2 separate regions of the Mus musculus genome follow, and region 1 is linked to region 2. Evidence: chromatin contacts called from public Hi-C data. All regions are on one chromosome and are shown on one strand. Each heading gives the region's core, a stretch centred on a gene start, on an enhancer-like site or on the middle of the called end of the contact. The rest is flanking DNA. Distances are from core to core; before and after follow the strand shown.

What was found. A called contact is a pair of places that touch in the nucleus more often than the background predicts.
Region 1: a Hi-C map of cerebral cortex shows a contact between it and region 2, with 3 times the contacts expected there. The contact joins two enhancer-like sites. A contact is called at or near these places in 1 of 484 Hi-C or Micro-C datasets (cerebral cortex) and 1 of 9 other capture datasets (embryonic stem cells).

Annotation. Positions count from the first base shown.
Region 1 is chr10:90,721,578-90,727,190 of GRCm38.p6, forward strand. All of the region lies in intron 17 of Anks1b (ankyrin repeat and sterile alpha motif domain containing 1B), which reads left to right. Among named protein-coding and RNA genes, the nearest start is that of Apaf1, 360 kb to the right of the region's middle. Within about 2 kb of position 1,589, at least 29 of the 459 cell types and tissues checked have an H3K27ac peak or open chromatin away from gene starts, as enhancers often do. A contact at or near this core is called in cerebral cortex, where this site is marked.
Region 2 is chr10:90,429,980-90,435,594 of GRCm38.p6, forward strand. All of the region lies in intron 12 of Anks1b (ankyrin repeat and sterile alpha motif domain containing 1B), which reads left to right. Among named protein-coding and RNA genes, the nearest start is that of Anks1b, 560 kb to the left of the region's middle. Within about 2 kb of position 2,727, at least 41 of the 459 cell types and tissues checked have an H3K27ac peak or open chromatin away from gene starts, as enhancers often do. A contact at or near this core is called in cerebral cortex, where this site is marked.

The sequences.
Region 1 (5,613 bases), core at 339-2,838, 290 kb after region 2:
TCTATTGTTTCTTGGTGAAAACCTAACAGGCCTACTATTTACTTGGAGCTTCACATCTGTTTCCATAGAGACATCACCTCTGCCTACCTAGTTTCCAACTCACCAAGTCTATTGTTTCTCAAGTTCAGCGGCATCAGGTTAAATAATATGATTCTTTCATAACTAGCTCCTAAGCCTACCTCAGAAATAGCTAATGGGTAGGCAGGCGGCCCCAGCTCCCACGGCGCAGCCTCACGATGATTAATGGAGTTTAAAACTGGGGATCGTTTGGAGAAAAGCATTAACGCAGGACCAATAACAAGGGCAGAGTCCTGATTTTTTTATGCTGTATCATGTCGTAGTTTTATATTAATAACAGAACTAGTCGTGTAGTTTTTAGCAGAGTGGTCACAGCTTAGCGTGGATCAATAATTAATAATGTATAAGGCTGGAAGGATAGATAGCTCAGTGGGTAGAGTGCCTACCATGTAAACAGGGGGCCTGAGTTTGAGTCTCTGAAAAACACACAGAACTGGGATCAGCAGCGCCCGTCTATAGTCCCAGGGCTCCTATGACCAGATAGGACGTGGAGACTGGAGGATTCCCCCAGAAGCTCACAAGCCAGATAGCCTGAGTTACTCAGCCACAAGCCACAGACGCCCTGTAGCAAACAAGGTGGACCATGAGAAGTAACACCCAAGGATGTCCTCTGACCTCCGTATACCCGCCATGGCACAATCACACACATGACTGCATATGCACGCGTGTGCAGACATTAAACGCACAAAAAATAGAGCATGTGGCCTATGGAAATAACTCAACTGACAGACAAAAAGTTGCACGTGAGTGACTTTAACCCAGTGCCTCACTCTTCTCATATAGATGGGAAATGATAATGGTGTTTCCAGGAAATGATGTAAGAGTATGAGAAGTCAGTCAGATGCATAGAACAGTGTCTGAGACATAATAAACACACGGTGTTGGCTTTGTGGGTTTGTAAATAGCATCCTTATCCATTTTCTAGTAGTAGCATCTAAGAGATACCAATTTCTCTCTTGGCAAATTGAAACTCTCAGGTTTCTCTTGCTTCTGAGACCTTAGAAGCAACTTGGGGATGAGATCACTCAAGGCAGGATTTGTAGCTAGAGAGAAGAGGTCTGTTTCTGACCTCGAGTCTCTGACCTATTTGAATAGGACATTTTTGCCCCTGAGCATTGCACCCAGTACAATCTCTGTACAGATGGACTTACAATAGATGTTTACAGAAATGAGGACATAGAGGTAGTGAGCTTCTCCTACGGATCAGTCAAATCCAAACCATCTAACCAATAACAGCTTTCTAATGAGGGGTGGATCCTTCCCAGCAGGAACCATGGGCCCATTGCTAGTACCAGACACTCAGTGTCACTGACGAGAATCAATGTGTTAAGTTCTCAGAGTGCCGGTTCTACGCCGTACATTCTAGCCACGTTGTTAATCTCCAGCTGGCATAGTCTTAAAGTGAGAAAGGCTTTGGCCCAAGCTCCGTGCTTTTGAATGTTTATCTATTCTACCTCCTCAGCCCCAAGGACTCTGCGTGAGAGTGTCACTAAGCTGGAGTCTGCCCTACAGAGCCACATGAAACTCTCACTGAGATGATCATAAGCCTCAACCAGCAGCTCTGTTGGGAGGCCGGGGGTGGGGGGAAGATACTAATTTCTCTCGGCTTCTCCAGTCACTGGAAGACTTTCAGCACTGTGTTTTATTCCAGCTCTTTGTTCCCATGAACAAGTACCATGCCAAACCCTTCAGCTGTGCGGAGTGGGCTCACTACTCAAAATGTCATCAGCAGATTCAGTTATCAGCATATGCTTTTAACTCCTCTCTGGTGTGTGTGTGTGTGTGTGTGTGTGTGTGTGTGTGTGTGTGTAGTGTGTACACATGTGCATGTCACTCATGGAAGACTTTTATGGGCCTCATTTCTTAGAACAGGGGTGCAAATGTGTATGCCCAAATCACATCGGAATGCAGAACTGCTTGCGATTTATTACCACATTTAAAGTACACACAAGATAAAGCCAAAATAATCCAAAGAGATGAGATACTCGGGGAAGGGACAGCGGATAAAATAGGGAGCCTTCATGCTAAGTTCTGATATAAATAATGCTCAGCAACGTGGCTATCAGAGCTGGTCCCCTCGTGGAGGCATCTGCCTCTTCATCCCATGTGACTAAGCCTTTTTATAGGTCTCAGGTTCCCATGGCTGTCCAGACATGTTTTGTACAGTGAGGATTAGAAACATGCCAGGGTCATAGCAGGGTAAGGTGGGAACAGATGAAAAGGAGGGGATGGTTCAGTGCGATTCCGACGACCACCGCGCTGTCACCCATGGCCACAGCAATGAAAGCGAGCCACCTTTCTGTCCATGCTACAGTTCCAGCACCAGCCCACAGAACAGAGGAGAGGGCGGCCATGCTGGCTCCTGCGTTTGTTCCTCGTGTAATGAGCAGCCGGCTCCTGGTGGGCAACTCTGGCAATCTCTCTCTATTAGGAGGCATCTGCCGCTCTGCTGTAGGGTCTCCTCTTCTTGTCATAGCAAGGAACTTTTTTCCCCCCTCATGAAAAAGAACATTTTACTCTGTGGGAAATCTGTTCCTTCTGCCTCTGCTTCTGCCCCCACCGGATGTTCTTATCGGCTCCTCGCAAGGGCACAGGCAATTATAGAGCGCTGCATCTTCACCCACACGATTCCAGGCAAATATTATAAAAAGCGTACAGATGGCTCTGGAGAAAAGTCTTCCTGCCGCTTCCAGCTCTTCCGCCTTAAGGAAGAGATAGCAGTTTCTTTTCAGTTAATACCCTCACTGTTCATTCAGTTAATCAGGGAACCAACAAACGTCTATTCAGTGTCTTGATGCTGGCACACCTGGGACCACAGGTGCGGCCTCAGCACCCACACGCTGGTCCTTCACCAAGAGAGGTTTCTCGTGGGCCACTGTGCCCCGGCCCAGAGCCCACATGACCCCTCTATAGCCTTGTCGCTTGCCTCTGGCTACCTTATCTTTTCCCCCCCTTTTCTCATTTTTTTTTTCCAAAAACATCAGCATCGTTTTGCTGCCTTGGGTTGAGCCTGCATCTTTTAACTGTGACCTACTCATTCAACCATGATTTACTTACAAAGGCCCCCATCACCAAAAAATAGAAATAAACATGACAATTAACTCCTATTGGTTTTTTGTATATATTTTGTGTCCTGTACATGTATACGTACATATATGAAATCTCATTTAATCTTTGCAACAATCTCATGAGGAAGAGGTTGCTATGATCCCATTTTAAAACTAAGTAAAAGAACTAGGCTCAAAATCACTTTTACCTAAAAGTCACCCAGTTACTTATAGCTGAAACTGTCATTTAGCCCTTCTCCCATAGCACTCAGCTGAGCAGTTACTATCTCCTAGTATTTCTGTAGCTAGCACCTCTGAGAACCAGCTTCCCTTTGTCTCATGGGCAGTAATGGCTGCCCAGCATTGAGGAGTCATGTCCACATTTAGGTTAAGGAAAGAAGAGGGATGATGTCATCCTGCTTGTGTCCCTCTCAGTGGGAATTCAGAACATTCCCAGAATCCTCTGCCAGCTTTCCTGTTACCTTTTATTAGCCAAATCATATTGTGTGGCCTCCACCAGCAGCAAGAGAAACTGGAAGGGTAAAAAGGCAATTAAAAAAAAAAAAAAAAAAAAAAACCTCTATAATGAAGGCAACAAGCTCAACGGAATCCTAGAATGCTTGTCATGCCAGTCAGATGTCAGTGTGTGTGCCACAGGTCATAACTGTTTAGACAGGATGGGAAACCACGCAAGGGCTCTAACCATTACGCTTTCCTGTGCTGCAGTGATACTGGACATTCCTTGATGAGTAAGAGGGACATGGATCTGTATCCGTAGACAGACACACACAAACCATCCACAAAACACAGGATTTCAAAATCCCCTAAATGCTAAAAGATAGAATAACAGATCTTCAAAATGTTTAAAATGGTTAGCAATTGCTTGATATTATTTTTATGGGCTGCAAGAACCCCTGCAGCCAATGTATGGAATTAGTCTTCAGTTGGTTTAAAGATTAGAAGACTTAGCAATACAATTATTATATTACTTATACCGTTATATTCCCTGTTAAAATATCAATGGTTTTTATTTTTTAGAGAAGTAGACAAATATTCTTATAAAATTCACAAATTATCAAGATGATTTTTAGGAAATAAAAAACTTGAAGCATTGTACTTACTATCTGGTCTTCAGATAGGTTGCAGAGTAATGGTGATTCAATCTGTACGTTGCTAAACTGGCCAGCGGTGCAACCCTGTAACCCTAGCATGCAAGAGGTAGAGATGGAAGGATCAAGTCCATTGCCATCCTTGGCTATATAATGCATTCACAGCCATCTTTGGGTGCATGAGACCTTGCCCCCAAAAATAGAGTCAAATAATCAGTTATAATGATACTTAACTTTTAGAGATCTAATGTATAACAATGAGCTGTAGTAAAAACACAGCATCATTTGCTTGATCTGTGCTAAGAAAGTAGATCTTGTGCATTCTTCATTTTAAAAGGAGATTAACGTGTGCTGTGGTGTTCTGGCTTGGTTGTAGAAGTCATTTCCCATTGTATATCAAATTAATCACACTGTGGGCCTCGGATGTAGCTTTTATTTGTCCGCTCTATTGATAAAGTCAGAAAACAAATGCACAAGGCTAGAGCTAGCACATGATTTGACAATCCAACTTTAGGATATTTATTCAAAATCACTGAAATCCAAATCTTAGAGAAATACATAAACAGGCTCCATTTATTTCCTGTGGCTGTGGAAAAAAAAAAAGCCTGCCAAGTGCAAGTTAGAGGAGGGAGGGTCTATTTTTCCCTCACATTTCCAGGCTACAGTCATCTAAGCGGGGACATCACAGCATCAGGACCCTGAAACCATTGATCATATCACACCCACAGCCAAGAGAAGAGAGAGATGAATCCATGACCCCCCCAAACCGGTGCCCAGCTTACCCTCTCTACTCACATCATTCAGGGTCCCCTGCCCAAGGACTAATACTACCTACGTGGCTGTCTTCCCACTACTGATATAATCAAGATAACTTCCTACAGACGTGTCTATAGACCAATCTGATATATACAGTCCCTCCCCGAGACTGTCACAATGAAATGCTTCTCAGTGAATGTATGCATAAAGTGTCTGTGTGTGTGTGTGTGTGTGTGTGTGTGTGTGTGTGTGTGTGTGTGCGGGCGCGCGTATGAGCGTGTGCATGCACACATACCACATATGTAATGAAATATTAGTAGGTCTTGGAAAAGAAGGAATCCCTTTTTTACCATCTATGGAAAGACATGACATAGGTGAGCCTCGAAGACAATGCAAAGTGGAATAAGCTGTAGAAAGGACTTAATCATATGTGGTTTTGCCTTTGTGAGATTATCTGAAATAGTTTAATGCACACAGTTGTTCAGTGGTGGCTGCTGGGATATGGAGTAAGGCGTAAAAAACTGCTAGTCAACAGGAATAAAATTTCAATTAGTTAGAGGAATGAACTCTAGAAATCTTCTGCAAGTGTTGGGACCCTCGTTAGCAATACTGTCCTGGATGCT
Region 2 (5,615 bases), core at 1,477-3,976:
TATTATGAGTGAGTACCTTAACAAAAATAAAAAGCTTGGATAACAATAGGTTTCCCTAAATGTGAAGATTGCAGCATGGTTGCTTCCCTTTACTCCCTAGGCCTTTTGAATCTTGAATTAGAAAGAATACAGTCAGACAATACCAGAAGGCAAATGATCACATGGTGCAAATTGATGTACAGGAAACACATAATACAGAGCTACTTCCTATTTTATCAAGATACATTTTTTTTCCTTTAGAGGAGAAAATAACCACCTTTTTTTGAGTTCTGTATTTTGGAAGTCAAGCCAAGCATGATGCTTGACCCAGAATTATAAATATTCTGCAATGTATAACTGAAACACTTGGAAAAGCTTTCTAAAGAAATTCTGGAAATGTCACCTGAAATGGAGTTTCATAGCTTCAAATCACATAACAGCTAGCCTGGCATCAGTTGAGGTAGGTGTGACTCAGTGGTAGTGATACCCATCATAATGAGAAATAGAAGCAGGGCTTCAATGTCCCTATGCCACCAAGAAGTCGGTATTTCTAATAAAGGCAATGCATGAGGGTAGAAGTGGGTAAGGGTGAGAAAGGGGAGGTTGCTATCTTGGAGGTTAATGAAGACAAACAATAATGATAGCATGCTTCCCTAGACAAATAATTAAGGTGGGAAAGCAACCAAAAGAGGGGACTAAAGGCCAGCTCTATCATGAGGTTCCTATTTGAGTTTTGAGTGTCCATCTACCATTGAGAGAGGGACCTACAGTTAGGGCAGCAGGAAGATTTTTTTCCTTGGTGACCCACGGACCTTAGGAGTGTCTTCCCCGGTGTGATTTGTGCCAAAGTGGGGCTATATTAGGATGTGAAAATAGAAGCATTTATAAAGATCTGATTTGTGTATAAAATTGCGCCACCCTGAAATGAGTAATGAAACTGTGCTTATAATTATGCACCTGCTCCTCGAATATAGCCCTTAATTTCTATTCTTGGAGTCATCAGGTTCTATTACCCCCTTGCCTAAATGATTGCAGTAACCTTCTAACTGGCCACCTGCCTTCGGTCTCTTCTCAGTCAAACGCTTCCTCTTGCTCCCCACTGCCTACTAAGCATGCAACATGACAGCCAGCATCCTCTGTGATCTGTATCCAAAGCTGCATTTCTAGACACCATTGCTTCCTTCCATGTGCTTGAGACTTCAGCCAAATTGGCTAATCACCGTTCCCCAAACATCCTCCAGTGTGGTGTTTCTAAAATGCAGACAGGATCTGGTTATTGCCCTACTTAAAACTCGTCCCAACTTCCTTTTATTGCTCCATAGGAATCATCCTGAAGTCCTTGGTCTACAAACCCTCTGCGCCTCGCTCCTGCAAAGTTCTTCCTCCTTATCTCCGACCACCAGACCCCAGTCCACTGCCCTCAAAACCTAAACCCAGCCATCTGGATCTACTTTAAATTATCTGGACAGGTCAACCCATTTCTTGCCCTTGGGGTTTAGTTAAAGCTTTCCTGCTATGTTATATTTTAGTCTACTCACAAGGCCCCATGTTCAACACAATAGAAAAAGTTTCCTTTTTAAGTGCAAGGAAATCGGCTGCACAGAAACCTCCCCAGCTCAGGAAACCCTGCTCAACCTTCTTACATACATCCACCACTCATTCCTCATGCTACCTCAGTGCCAAGTACATGTTTTTGACATCGAAGCTATCTTTTTAAAAATTAACCATTTCCTAAGATGCCCGTGATGTCCTTCGGGACTGGGACAATGTTTATATAACTCTATGAGGTTAGCAGTTCACACAGTACAGAGTACAGTCCAAAACCTCCTTCGGTCCCAAGGCCTGTGAATTAATTGCTTACTATGCTAAATGGATATTTGCAGAGAGGATAAAACATGACAGGTACTCCTAATCTATATGCCATTGCTGTGAAATGCTAAGGTAATTCCTCTCTCTCTGTCTCTCTCTCTTCCTCTCTCTCTGTCTGTCTGTCTGTCTCTGTCTCTCTCTCTCAAAAGGAGCACTGTGTATATTGTAAAGCGATACTTCTCAAACTTTAATGTGCCCTAGAGTCGTACACGTGTCTTGGGAAACCAGTGCCACTTCAGTACGTCTGAGTCGAAACAGTGATTCTGCATCTCTGACAAGCTCCTCAGAGATGTCACGGTATTCATTTGGCAGAGGCCACTGTGGAGGAGGATTTCATGTGGGAGGTTCAGAGATGGATGACACGGGGGACAGAACTCACTGGAAGGGTAGGGCTGCTTACTGGTTTCTGCTGAGGTTGCCAGGCACATACCCATGCAGGCTTTAATTGAGGCTGTGCTAGAGCGAGTTGTCTTTACTGCTTTTTATTACTCTTTAAATGAGGCCCCTAGTGCCAAGCTTTTCCCCTGCTCACTCCCCCAGCGTGATTCAGCCTGTGTGATTTTCTCTGTAGAAGAGCTCCCCAGATGCCGTTTTTTTTTTTTTTTTTTTTTAAACTGACCTGAAGCTGAGTTCTCCTGTCTGCTTCCCATAAATTTAAACCATCTCTGTCTTCATTATCGAAGCCCTGGAAATCCAATCTTTCCCGTCTTCAGAATCCTCCCCCAGCTGCCTAAATTGTTTCGCCTCCATTTTCATCCCAGACAGCTTTTCTCTTCCCGGCGAGCACCCCAGCTTCACCTCTGCCAAGGCTGGTACCCAAGCAGCCGCTGCTGTGATTGATATGTGCAGCTCTCATTCGGAAAGCTGCACTGTGCTCCCTACCCGCTTTCAGAGCAACCTGAAACAGGCTGGAGTTTTGAACTGCAGGGTGGCCCAGGAGAACACAAGGGCTCCGTACTGTTGACTGATCAAATGTCATGAACGAAAGGCAAATGTAGGAGAGATGCTGGAGATTTGACCGCAGCTGTAAGAGCCTGCGGATGCTGGCAATATGATGCTGCCAATGCTTTGCTAGTGTCAGTTTATAATTAGAGATGCCATATGAAGGGGGAATTTTGACATTTACTGCTACTAGTTTACTTTTTCAGTGATATCTAGCTCCGTATTACAGTTCTGTCTCTCTTCTGGAAAAGTTGAGTAAATCTAGAGGTGTCATAATCAATCAAGAAAGTCATAAGAGCATATCATGTCTAAAACGCATATTTATGAACACATACAGATATATATTCTATAAAGCATATAGATTGTTAGTACTCATTTAATTGTATTTAAAATTTTATAAAATTAAGGTGTAAAATATAGTTTAGAAGGTTAAGTGGCCATAGTTTGTTTGTTTGTTTGTTTGTTTGGTCCACCAGTGTTCAATGAACCTACATATATATTTTAAACACCAAATAATGAACTTATTGAAGTCTCTTAATTGATACTTGCATGTTCTCTCAAACTGTATGTAAGTTGAGTCCCTAAATATCAAATATCTGACATGCTGTTTAAAATACAAACCTGTTTGATTAGTTTGACACTGATGGAATTAAAATTAGCTCCATTTTCCTATTGGTTATAGGTTGGCATATTCTTTAGTAGTTGAGTTTGGAGCTTATAATCATTTTGGAAGAGGTTTTGGTTTGAATCAGCTCCTTGAAGCAGGGAAGATCAAGCAACTTTGTATATGAATGCTGGAAACTTCTAAACATAATTTGCTCACATTTTCAAGCCCAGATATATCAGTACAAGCAATGTATCTTTAACATCTGCAGAACACCTGCATCCATTAAATGCTCCCCCTTTCAACCCAATCTTTCTCAAGCAGGGATAGGCAATCACAGAAGAAAAAAGTCTTGGAAGGAATTACAACCCTCAATGTAGAAAACAATCATGAGTTGTAGGATTTTAGAGTTGGAATAAACTGTAATTCAACACACCACTAGAGTGAAATATAATAATTATTCTCAAACACCACATGCGCGTACGTGCGTGCGCACGCGCACACACACACACACACAAATACACACATTCTTTCTCTTTCCTTTGGCCTTTTCTAGGGACTCCCTCTGTTCACATGTTCAGCTGTTTCAAGTTGCCCCACAAGTAGCTGATCTCCTGCTCATCTTTCGTTTGTTCCTCTGGGTTTTATTTCAGATAAATTAATAGGGTAGGACTGTTGTTTGGTTGCCTAGTGACCTCTTTATGTGACAGAATTTGCCCTTGTCATTGCTCCATATATTTTTCATCTCACACTGAATTCTGACCTATGTTTCTTTGATTGAGCCTTTTTGTTTATGTCCCTCTGGCTGTACCATCAAGGACAGAGGTCTAATGCATGCTTGGCTTGTTTTCTGACGTCCCCCCTATTATCTGTAAGTTCTGAGCAGTTTGTCTTATTTTCTTATCCTGTGTCCTGTCTCACGTACCCAGCTTGTTTTCATGCCTGGTAGTTTCGGATCAGATGTCAGACATTGTATGTTTTCACCTTATTTGAACCTGTGTAACCTATAAAATAGTCTTGAGAGGTTTTTCTTGAGCGCAGTTGAGTTACTTGGGAACATGGTAGTTTTTAAATCATGTTAGGCCAGAGGACAGCAATGGTAACATCAGAGCAGAATTTTTACCCCCTGCTAATGAGGTGAGGTCCTTCTGTGTGCGCTCCCTGATTAGGAACAGCAGTATTCTTTACCCCATGTAAGCACTGGGCAGCCTATTAATCCCTACTCACTGTTTCAGGTGATTTATTCCTTAGAATGGAGAATACGAATGATCATTGTTCAAATGAATCCTCAGAGAACCTTCTGTGAATGTGGGGGTGGGGGCACATATAGTGAACTTTTATTGAATTCCTTGAAAATTTTATTCATGTATATAAGGCATTCTGGAACTCCCCACTTCTGTTAGTTCCTTGTCCATACATGTCCTTTCCTTCCTGGTCCTATTTTATTGGTTTCTCTTCAGTTTAACCACTGAGTTTAATCAGTGATGTATGTGTGACCAGTGAGTTTCAACTTATCCTTTGGAATCTGGCTGGCTCCCCTGTAGGAACACAAATGAAGACCATGACTGCCTTTCTCTCAGAATACAGCAATAGCCTATAGTTTACCAAGGTATGGTATGGTTCTGTGAGTCTCTCTCTGATCCATGATTGACTGATGATGGGCCCAGTCCTGTGCAGGCCCAGTGCACACAGATGTAGCTGCTTTGAGATGATGATTGTAATAGTTATGCCATGCCCAGAAGATAGCATTTCACAGACCCTTCCCTATGTTTTCTGACTCTTACACTCTTCCTTTCCCCCTCTTCTGCAGTATCCCATGAACCTTAAAGAAATGATATAAATGTCCTGTTTAAAGGTGAGAAATCAGCCATAATTTATTCTCAGTACCTTCTGCAGTCATGAGTCTGTATTTTCCAAAGTTCATTGCAAAGAGAAGCTTCCAAAAACACAAGCTCTTGCCATCCTCTAAAAGTTCAAGAGATCTAATTGATAATACCCTATTGCTGAACACACTACAACTTTCATTACAACATGTAGAGAAATGGAGATGAAACTGAACTGGAAACTTCCCCCTTCTAGCTAGCTTTTATAGTATTATGCAGGCAGCTGGAAGAAACAAGATCTTACTCAGCTATGAACCCTAAAACCTACAGTACTAACCTACCTGGCAAGATGTGACCACTGTGTCATAGTGGCATGAGTGTTGTAGCAATAACCAACC